Linked DNA regions of Zea mays: region 2 is linked to region 1. A link is a contact called in public Hi-C data. All regions are on one chromosome and are shown on one strand. Each heading gives the region's core, a stretch centred on a gene start, on an enhancer-like site or on the middle of the called end of the contact. The rest is flanking DNA. Distances are from core to core; before and after follow the strand shown.

The links. Hi-C and Micro-C count contacts between places; a contact is called where the count stands out from the background.
Region 2: a Hi-C map of leaf shows a contact between it and region 1, with 5 times the contacts expected there. The contact joins the promoter of LOC103655753 here to the promoter of LOC103654258 in region 1. A contact is called at or near these places in 3 of 25 Hi-C or Micro-C datasets (endosperm, leaf and tassel).

Annotation. Positions count from the first base shown.
Region 1 is chr4:187,355,483-187,360,314 of Zm-B73-REFERENCE-NAM-5.0, forward strand. It overlaps LOC103654258 (auxin efflux carrier component 1a), which reads left to right and starts at 2,382. Exons shown (of 5, transcript XM_035967464.1): 1 at 2,382-4,342; 2 at 4,437-4,698; 3 at 4,816-4,832. The coding sequence starts at 3,199.
Region 2 is chr4:187,494,740-187,499,461 of Zm-B73-REFERENCE-NAM-5.0, forward strand. LOC103655753 (protease Do-like 9) reads left to right here and starts at 3,443. Exons shown (of 10, transcript XR_002269232.1): 1 at 3,443-4,148; 2 at 4,390-4,589.

The sequences.
Region 1 (4,832 bases), core at 1,132-3,631:
GGCCTACCGCTCTGCTCACATTCTTCTTCCGGCCGTAACTGGGCCTCTCGTACCCGTACGACGATGGCTTCGGCTTCCGGTTACAAGTGTTGAGTCGCCAAGTCTCTCTTTTGGTACGCAATACGGGCCTTCATATCTATGTGGGCCTTTTTACAAGTGTTAGTTTTGTTGGGCTATTGAATGAAGAATAGGACGTACGGGCCGTCGACGGGGTGGCAGTTTTGTTGAAACGTTTCCGGCTCGCCTCTGCCTGTACAGTTCCGTACTAACGTGATCAGCTACTAGTATTGTTCAGTTGTTGAACATGCTGGCAAAAACGGCAACGTATCTGGTCCTCAAAGTGGTACGGTGCTCACGTGCACATTTTAAATCTGGTGCATCCATCTTGCATTCAACGACACCAGCAATTTTACGAAGAACCCCTCCCACCAGGGGAGGAAGGTGGAAAGGGGTTTTCACAAAATTGGTGCTGCTGTTAGATGCAAAATGGATGTACCAGATTTAAAATGTCCACATGAGCACCGTACCCCTTTGAACACCATACGTTCCCAAAGAAAGAAGCGGGGGGCGCAACATAGAAAGCGAGAGCAACAGCGACGCCCAAGGAAGATCGAGTTCCGAATTCCGATGCGGGGAAGCTCGATCGCCGCCTGGTCCTGAACTGAAACGAAAATATGCTCCGTTCTACTTCTAACCCGTTTTTTCTTTCCTCCCGTCTCAAGGCGCGGGTTAGCGGCCGACGGAGCGAGGTTTGACCGCGTTGACGTACTTCAGTTTTTCAGGCTCTTCGTGAACGGACATCCCTCTCCGTCGCGAGACACGTTGGCTCTGATGGATTAGAGAAGTCAGCGTGTCTTGCGGGAAGCCCATGCCGTGGATCTCCTCCACCTACTGGCCACTGGCCGCAGAAAATGTTCCCCGAAAGGCACGGAAATGGTTGACTCCCGTTCTAGTGTTCCCTCATTTTACAACATCCTATCAACCACTACGGGCTATGGCTACTACTCGCCTTCGCCTTCGCCTCCACTCCACTCGGGATCTTCTCAAGTCACAAAAGGCCTGATTGGTTGTCGGATGCCCGGGCGTCTGGCTCGCGTGAGCATGCAGGCGAACGAGCCGAAAAAGGCTTGGTTTGCACCCGCGCTTACAGGCTGAGCCGATGCCGTGCATCCAACCAAACACGTGCGCAGACACGGTCAATGTACGTGGTGGGCCTGGACACAGGCGACCGAGTAACCAATCACACCGAAAATGTATGTTCCAGAAAACAGGCCAGGGCGCGAAGCTAATCTCGGAGGAATTTCACCTGCCTCGGCAGCCAAATCCCCCGTTTCATGGATCGGTGGCGACGTGCCACGACAAAACTAGCGCCGGCACCCAACGGCATGCACTGTAGTAGTACAGTGGTATAACCGTCGTTTGCCCAAGCGCGCAGCCTTGCGACACCGACCTACGAAGGAGTAGCAGATTTTAGGGGTGGGTGTTCGGGTTACCCGAAAATTTCGGGTCGGGTAATTCGGGTTTTTAAAATTTCGAGTTTTGAGAATCGATACCCGAAATTACAACGAGTTTTACAATATTTGAAAATTTGGGTACTCGGAATTTCGGGTTCGGGTTCGGATATTCCCGAACTATCCGAACTATTGTGTCGGCTTCATAAAAACACATACATCCTATTAAATTAGTATAAAAATATGGTTTAAATAATGGTATACATGGACATATAAAACACAAGCAATCTACAATCACAAGTAATGTATACTTACACATAATTATAGATATGCAAATTAATGATTAAGCATGACATGAGTACATGACACATAAAAGTTCGGGTAATTCGGGTATTTCGGGTACCCGATTGTGATACCCGAATTACCCGTAATAAATTCGGGTTTTGAAAGTTGCTACCCGAAATTCCCGAACAAAATTCGGGTTTCGGGTTCGAGTTCGAATATTCTGGGTTGGGTTTCGGGTTACGGATTTTTTTGCACAGCCCTAGCAGATTTGTGGTGTGGTTCGTTGCCACTTACCCTGCGGGACATTTGTGGTAATTTCCGGACTCTGTCAACGGATGGCACGATAATTATTGGCAGAAGGCGACGGTCCCGGGCCCGCCTGACACGTCACTGCCTACCCCAATTCCGTCCGGGCAGCCGCCACGCCATCCAACCAAACACCGTTCATTATGCCACTTTGGCGGAGTGTTACAGTAACCGATCCCGGAACGAACACCGTTCACTCCTTCGAAACGCAGTGCTACAGTAGTAAGCAACGTCCCTCGACCTCACGTCTCCACGAACTCTCGCAACGAAAAGTAATCTGCTGCTGAGACTACTACGTCCATTATGAGTACGGGTATGTGCAGTATAGATACGGGCTTTGTGCAGTAGATACGGGCTCGTATATTCGCATGGTACTACTAGTACTACGCCGTATACATATTATAATGCATTAAGTCTTATGCAATGCGGTATTAAAAGCACGGAATGGCATTATCAGCCGACTAAGCCCTGAATCTTTTTGTCCTGCCCTTGAAGCGTCAAAGGTACGTACGTACATATGTATCTGCCCAGATAGTTATATACATATTACTACATCTGTTCTCTAGTTCGTTTTTAAACTAAACATTGACAAATAGAAATGGAGTCAGTATTTTATAATGGGATCCGCACACGCATACGGCCACCCCCTCCACACCGCATTAGTAGGTCGGAACGATTACTAACTGAATTATTTTTTTAATTTATATAAATTTTTATTAGCTAGAATAATTTCAAGTACAATCCGAAACAAACGAACAAGGTCTAGTCGTGCTCCACCTCCGCCCCCGTACAGTAGTACCCCACCCTACACTACACCATCGCTCACAGCGCACCGTTAAAAGATTCAGGGCTTCACGGGTTCTTGAGACTGTTCTTGGGCCGCGCTGCCACACCTCGCCCGCCTAAATAAAACACACTCCTTCCTTCCTTCCTTCTTTCTCAGTCACTCCTCGCTAGCTCTATCTGAGTGAATTAAACTGCTCAGGGCTCACTGGCTCCTCTCAGCGCTAAGCCCAGCTGTAAAGCTAAGGTTCCGACTTCCAAGCAGTGTGGTCGCCGGAAGAGCGTAGCGAGCGGCGTTCAGCTCACCAGCGTTGCATTGGAAGGAAGGGCGAGAGACGGAGCGTGAGATCGATCGAGCTTCAAGGAGGGCAAGATGATTTCGGCGGCGGACTTGTACCACGTGATGACGGCCGTGGTGCCGTTGTACGTGGCGATGATCCTGGCGTACGGGTCGGTGCGGTGGTGGCGCATCTTCTCGCCGGACCAGTGCTCCGGGATCAACCGCTTCGTGGCGCTCTTCGCGGTGCCGCTGCTGTCCTTCCACTTCATCTCCACCAACAACCCCTACACCATGAACCTGCGCTTCATCGCCGCCGACACGCTGCAGAAGCTCATGGTGCTGGCCATGCTCACCGCGTGGGGCCACCTCAGCCGCCGGGGGCGGGGCAGCCTCGACCTGGACTGGACCATCACGCTCTTCTCCCTCTCCACGCTGCCCAACACGCTCGTCATGGGCATCCCGCTGCTCAGGGGCATGTACGGCGACTTCTCGGGAAGCCTCATGGTGCAGATCGTCGTGCTCCAGTGCATCATCTGGTACACGCTCATGCTCTTCATGTTCGAGTACCGCGCCGCGCGGCTGCTCATCGCCGAGCAGTTCCCGGGCAACGCCGCCGGGGCCATCGCCTCCATCGCCGTCGACCCGGACGTGGTCTCCCTCGTCGACCACGGCCGCGGGGACGCCATCGAGACGGAGGCCGAGGTCAGGGAGGACGGCAGGATACACGTCACCGTGCGCCGCTCCAGCGCGTCGCGCTCCGACGTCGTCTACTCGCGCCGCTCCGTGGGCGGCTTCTCCGGCGCCACCCCGCGCCCCAGCAACCTCACCAACGCCGAGATCTACTCCCTGCAGTCGTCGCGCAACCCGACGCCGCGGGGATCCAGCTTCAACCACACCGACTTCTACTCCATGGTCGGCCGCAGCTCCAACTTCGGCGCGGCCGACGCGTTCGGCGCCGTCCGCACCGGCGCCGGCACCACGCCGCGCCCGTCCAACTACGAGGACGACGCGTCCAGGCCCAAGTACCCGCTGCCCGTGGTGAGTGCGGCGCCCGGGGTGGCAGGCCACTACCCGGCGCCCTGGAGCGCCAGGAAGGCGGCGACGAACGGGCATGCCAAGGGCGAGGACCTCCACATGTTCGTCTGGAGCTCCAGCGCGTCACCCGTATCGGACTTCTTCGGCGGCGGCGCGCCGGACTACAACGACCACGCCGCGGCCGCCAAGTCTCCCCGCAAAAGTAGCAGTCTTTCCCGCCGCCGTGGGGAGTGAGTGTTTCTCTTCTCGGGCTACTCTGTACTCACTCGTTCCTTTCGTTGTTTATCCAATCCAAGTGGACGGAGGAGCCAGGGACAGGGACGACTACGTGGAGCGCGACGAGTTCAGCTTCGGGAACAGGGGCGCGATGGAGGACAGGGACGCGGAGGACCCGGCGGCGGCGGGCGGGGACCCTAACGCGGTGGCCGCGGCGACGGCGATGCCGCCGACGAGCGTGATGACCCGGCTGATCCTGATCATGGTGTGGCGCAAGCTGATCCGCAACCCGAACACCTACTCCAGCCTCATCGGCGTCGTCTGGTCGCTCGTCTGCTTCAGGTCCGTGCTACTAGCAACGACTGCCAACCGATACGGCATATGCATGCATCGTCCGGCGGGTGATCTGGCCGGCGAGGCAACCGATCGACTGATAGCTTCTCTGTTGGCGCCCTGCAGGTGGAACTTCCAGATGC
Region 2 (4,722 bases), core at 2,193-4,692, 140 kb after region 1:
TAACTGCTTGGCAAGAACGAAACAAGACTGGTATCCGCCTAGGATCCATCTTCAACAACAGATAGTACTGCTCTCATACGAAGAAATCATCAGGAGTAGAGAGGATACAACATGTCTCTACAAGATCTTCATATTTCTATCACAAATTATCATCACTAGTAGTCTAGTGGTCAAGACATATGGCTCTTCTGGCTCCGAGGACCAAGGACATGTTAATGTCTAATTTAGCTTCAAGCTCTGTGGTGATGTGGGATTTCATAGTTATTTGTCTACTCTTCTCACTTCTGGTAGATCGGAGGTAGATAATGGTAAGCATACCAAAGGGTGGAATTCAGTGTAGTTCGGCTACATAAACCCCAGGTATGTGTCCATTCAGGACCGACCTTTACCATTTAGCTTATAGTGTATACCATACCAGTCAAAGGACTATCCCAAGTCAATTCAATGACTATAAGTATTTACAATTCTAAGAGATGTATGCAACACAAGCATAGAGGTCCTAGATAGGATGAGTAAAGTGGTTCGACGGGAACACACAATGTTTTTTCACACAAACATTGTGAAAAAAATCTCAGAATTACCTTTCGATGTACTCACAACTTCGTGTTGCTAAGGTACTAGTCATTTATCTCAAAGTTCGCTTCATGCCGTTCAGCGACAAATAACAATGTGCCAACATCTGGTTGAGTAATGTATGACTGAGATTCTAGCATTTATTCATCTGACAAGGTCTTATTGTTTACTAATAAAATCCCAATTTGTGATGTTTTCTGTGCCAAAAAGGCTTTCATGCATTAATATTGAATTTCTTCAGGTTACTTCGGGTAAAACTGTATGCACGAGGAGAGAGCAGAGATTTAACTTATCTGTGTTTCATTGTATTTCGATTTAATTTCCCAGATTTAATATAGTTGTTATGACCACTTGGCGATATATATAAATATACGATGTCACACAACACAATCAAACAAAATATAGAGTGAAAACAAAATTGTTTACGAAGGTTGCACATAATGTGACTTCAGGACCTTGAACAACCCACCATAATCCACGCGAGTACAAGCTCTAGCGTATCTGGCGTCAACGCGTGTGCGGCTATCAGGGCTACGATAGTATAGTAAGCCTCCGTAATAAGCGCAACAGGCACAATTATGGCTCGGTAATTGGGGTACACGATAAATCCACGCAACATGCGCAACAGACACAATTGTGGCTCGCGACAGACAGACATTGCCTACAGGGCATGCAAAAAATACGCGGCTCGACAATGATGGTCTGACTCAACTGGAGTGGTCCGATTAAGCGAGAGTGCGACATAGCAATCACATGACGCAACCAAGTTCGAACGACACAAATATTGCGTCGTGTTGCCAAGGCGCAGTCAATATTCAGCTAATGCCATAACTCAGCCGATAATAACATAGTTTGATCAGTGTGTCTGAGTACCAACTATACAATTTAATCGCTCCATGTGAGTCCGAAGGCTCAACACATAACAAATATTTAGAGCGATATGAAAAAAAGTAGCATGGCCTTCACATGCATTTTAATAATTATCTACTAAATATTTGCTACGAGAAATAAAAGTAGAAAAATAAACACCAAAATTATTGCATGAGCATAATACGTCAGGTGTAAAAAGTATTTCCATATTTAAACATGTACTTTTCTACTAATTATTTACTGCTGGAAATAATTAATTAAAGTGGAATCTGAAACATAAAATGTTTTATTCTTTCCGTTTATTTTCAGATAGCTTAGTCGTGTGTGCTTAGAAAAATACACCAAAACGCGTTTGGTGAACGCATGCAATCACATAGGCCATCCAATTGCAAAACGCTTCTGAACGCATGCTCGCACGACCCTTTCTTTTTTTTTGTTTGACTCGGCAAAGCCATGCACAACTCTCTCCTATTTTTATGTGCTGCTTTGACCAGAAGCTCAACAGCCTCTCCTATTGCAACGGATGGAAGGACCAGTACGGAGCGCGAAGCGGATCTGGTACGCGATGGTGGGAAACGCATCGGCCAGACAGAACGGTTCCTCTCGCAGACGTGCGCAACTTCTGGCACGTGGGCACGAACGACCACGACGCAGGCACATCGTCCGACGTGGGCTAGCTAGCACGTGTGCGTAGAAGCACATCGACGATGGTAGTTTATCGCGCATGAATCACAGTCCGTATCAAGAACATTAAACATGCCGATCTATTCCGTAGAGGAAAAATCGAAGTCTCTCGCGTAGGAGAGTTCGGCTAGGCCAGAGACCTGCCGGCTTGACGGAGAGTTGATGCAGATCTGATCTCGCCGCAGCAACGTCGAGGTAGAGCGTGCTGATAACGTGTTGAGAACTACGTTACCACGGATCACCAGATCCGCTCCCTTCCCTCCCGTCAGCAGTAGAGGCACAAGAAGATGTAGAGAACCCGTCTCCCTTTCCATAAGCACGACAGAGGAAACACACGAGACACTGGTATAGGGTTGGGCCTCTGGCCTCTTTCTGATCTATATTCCATATGAGGGGTACAAGTTCTATATATAGAGACGCGATAGCCCTCAGGGCTATATTCGATATTTGCCCACATAACCCTAACTAGGGTTACTTAACAGTTTGATAATACGTAACAGCTCTTAGAGCAACTCCAACAGTCTATATATAAATTTTAGCTAAATTTAGAATTTAGAGAACTGTAAAAAAGATAGACAGGATCCTAACGGATGGTATATCCAACAAACTCTTCAAATATCAGTGGCGAAGCCAGGCTGACCGTCGTCGCACCTTGACAATGTGCTCCCCATATTGGCATCCTCCATAGCCGTCTAGCTACCAACGCCGCTCGCCCACCACCCACACATGAGAGGCTGAAACTCGAACTCACACCATGGTCCATGGCAAACAGGCTGACCCGTGGAGCTGCTAGATGCCTAGAGGCTACACCGCTACAGCCTACTTTGTAAATGGATGATGCAGAATTGAATATCATATCGAGTACATAGCGGCAGCGGGTTTGACCTCAGTGCCAGAAGATCCATCGCAATGGTGCCGCCTCGATGGACGGTTGGACGCCGTACCTCCTCCAGCCAGAGCCCGAGCACGTCTCCAGTCTAGCCCCGGCTCCGCGTCGCCTTCGACAATCATGCCTAACTCGAGCGGGAAGGCACGGAGCGAGAACCAGAGCAGGGGCGCGGGAACCTGAGCGGGGCGAGTAGGAGGGCGAGCATGAGGTTGGGAGAACGCGTCGGCTGGCAGATGGCGAGTCCCGAGCGCTAGCCAAAGATACCGAGCGACGGGAAGCTGATGGCGAGTGAGATACGATGGCGAGGTCGAAGGCGATGCTGTTGGAAGCCGTTTGCATAGTGATTTTCTTTTTTTTACCGAGCACATGTTGTTTAACCAGCCTGTTGGAGTTGCTCTTAGTGGTCAGAAGTAAAAAAGCACAACCAAACAAGGCCGGACGAAAAAAAGCTCTGAATTGCAGTACGCAGACATCATAATTACGTAAACTCAGCCCATCCTGGGCGGCCCACCTCGAACCGGTCCAGATTACTCTGACCGGACCGACCTTTCTTCGTCTTCCCCGTTCGGTATTTCCGCCCTCGGCGCCGGGAAACCCTAGCCCGCGTCCATGGACGATCCCTCCTCCGCCTCCAACAAGCGCAAGCGCGGGCGCAAGCCCAAGGTGTCGCCGCCCTCCCCCGACCGCTCATCCCCCTCTGCGGTGGCCGCCCCCGCTCCCGTTCCGGTTGCGCGCCGTGGCCGCAAGCCGCGACGTCATGAGGACCCCGCCGACGCGGACGCCGCGCGTCCGCCGTCCCCGCTCCGCCGCAGGGTGCTTAATACGGTGGCAAATGGAGGCGATGCGGTGGCGGAGGCAGGCCCCGCGAGCTGGGACGAGGTGGTGAGGGTGGTGCCGTGCATGGACGCCGTGGTCAAGGTGTTCTGCGTGCACACGGAGCCCAACTTCTCGCTGCCGTGGCAGCGGAAGCGGCAGTACAGCTCTAGCAGTAGCGGGTTTATCATCAGCGGCCGCCGTGTCCTCACCAATGCCCACTCCGTGGAGCACTATACCCAGGTTAAGCTTAAGAAGCGCGGCTCTGACACCAAGTACCTTGCCACCGTCCTGGCCATCGGCACAGAGTGCGATATTGGTGCGCCCGCTCTTCCCATCCCTGCCCTGCCTCCATTGTTTATTTCTTACTATCGTTAATTTTCTTATTGTTATGTAACCATGAAAATCAGATGCATAATAATGTCTGTATTGTTTTCTTGGAATCTATGAAACTTCTGACGTTATAGAATCATTTATGAGTTATGGAATGATACTTAAGATTTTTCCCTGTTGCTTATGCAATCTAATTTGATATTTTTCATTTGTTCTATCTGTCTCAGCGCTCTTAACTGTCAATGACGATGAATTCTGGGAAGGAGTTTCACCTGTCGAGTTCGGAACATTACCGGCCCTTCAGGACGCAGTTACTGTTGTTGGTTATCCAATTGGAGGAGATACTATATCCGTGACAAGTGGAGTTGTCTCTAGGATAGAAATACTTTCATACGTTCATGGTTCTACAGAACTTCTAGGATTGCAGGTACCTTTCCCCCCTGAAATTATAATAACTTCAAATAAACCTTTATATAAAGATGGATGTTGCAAGTGAAGTAAATCTATTGAGAAATAATAACTTATCTGCTTACCGGCATGTCTAATACGGGCCTTGTCTT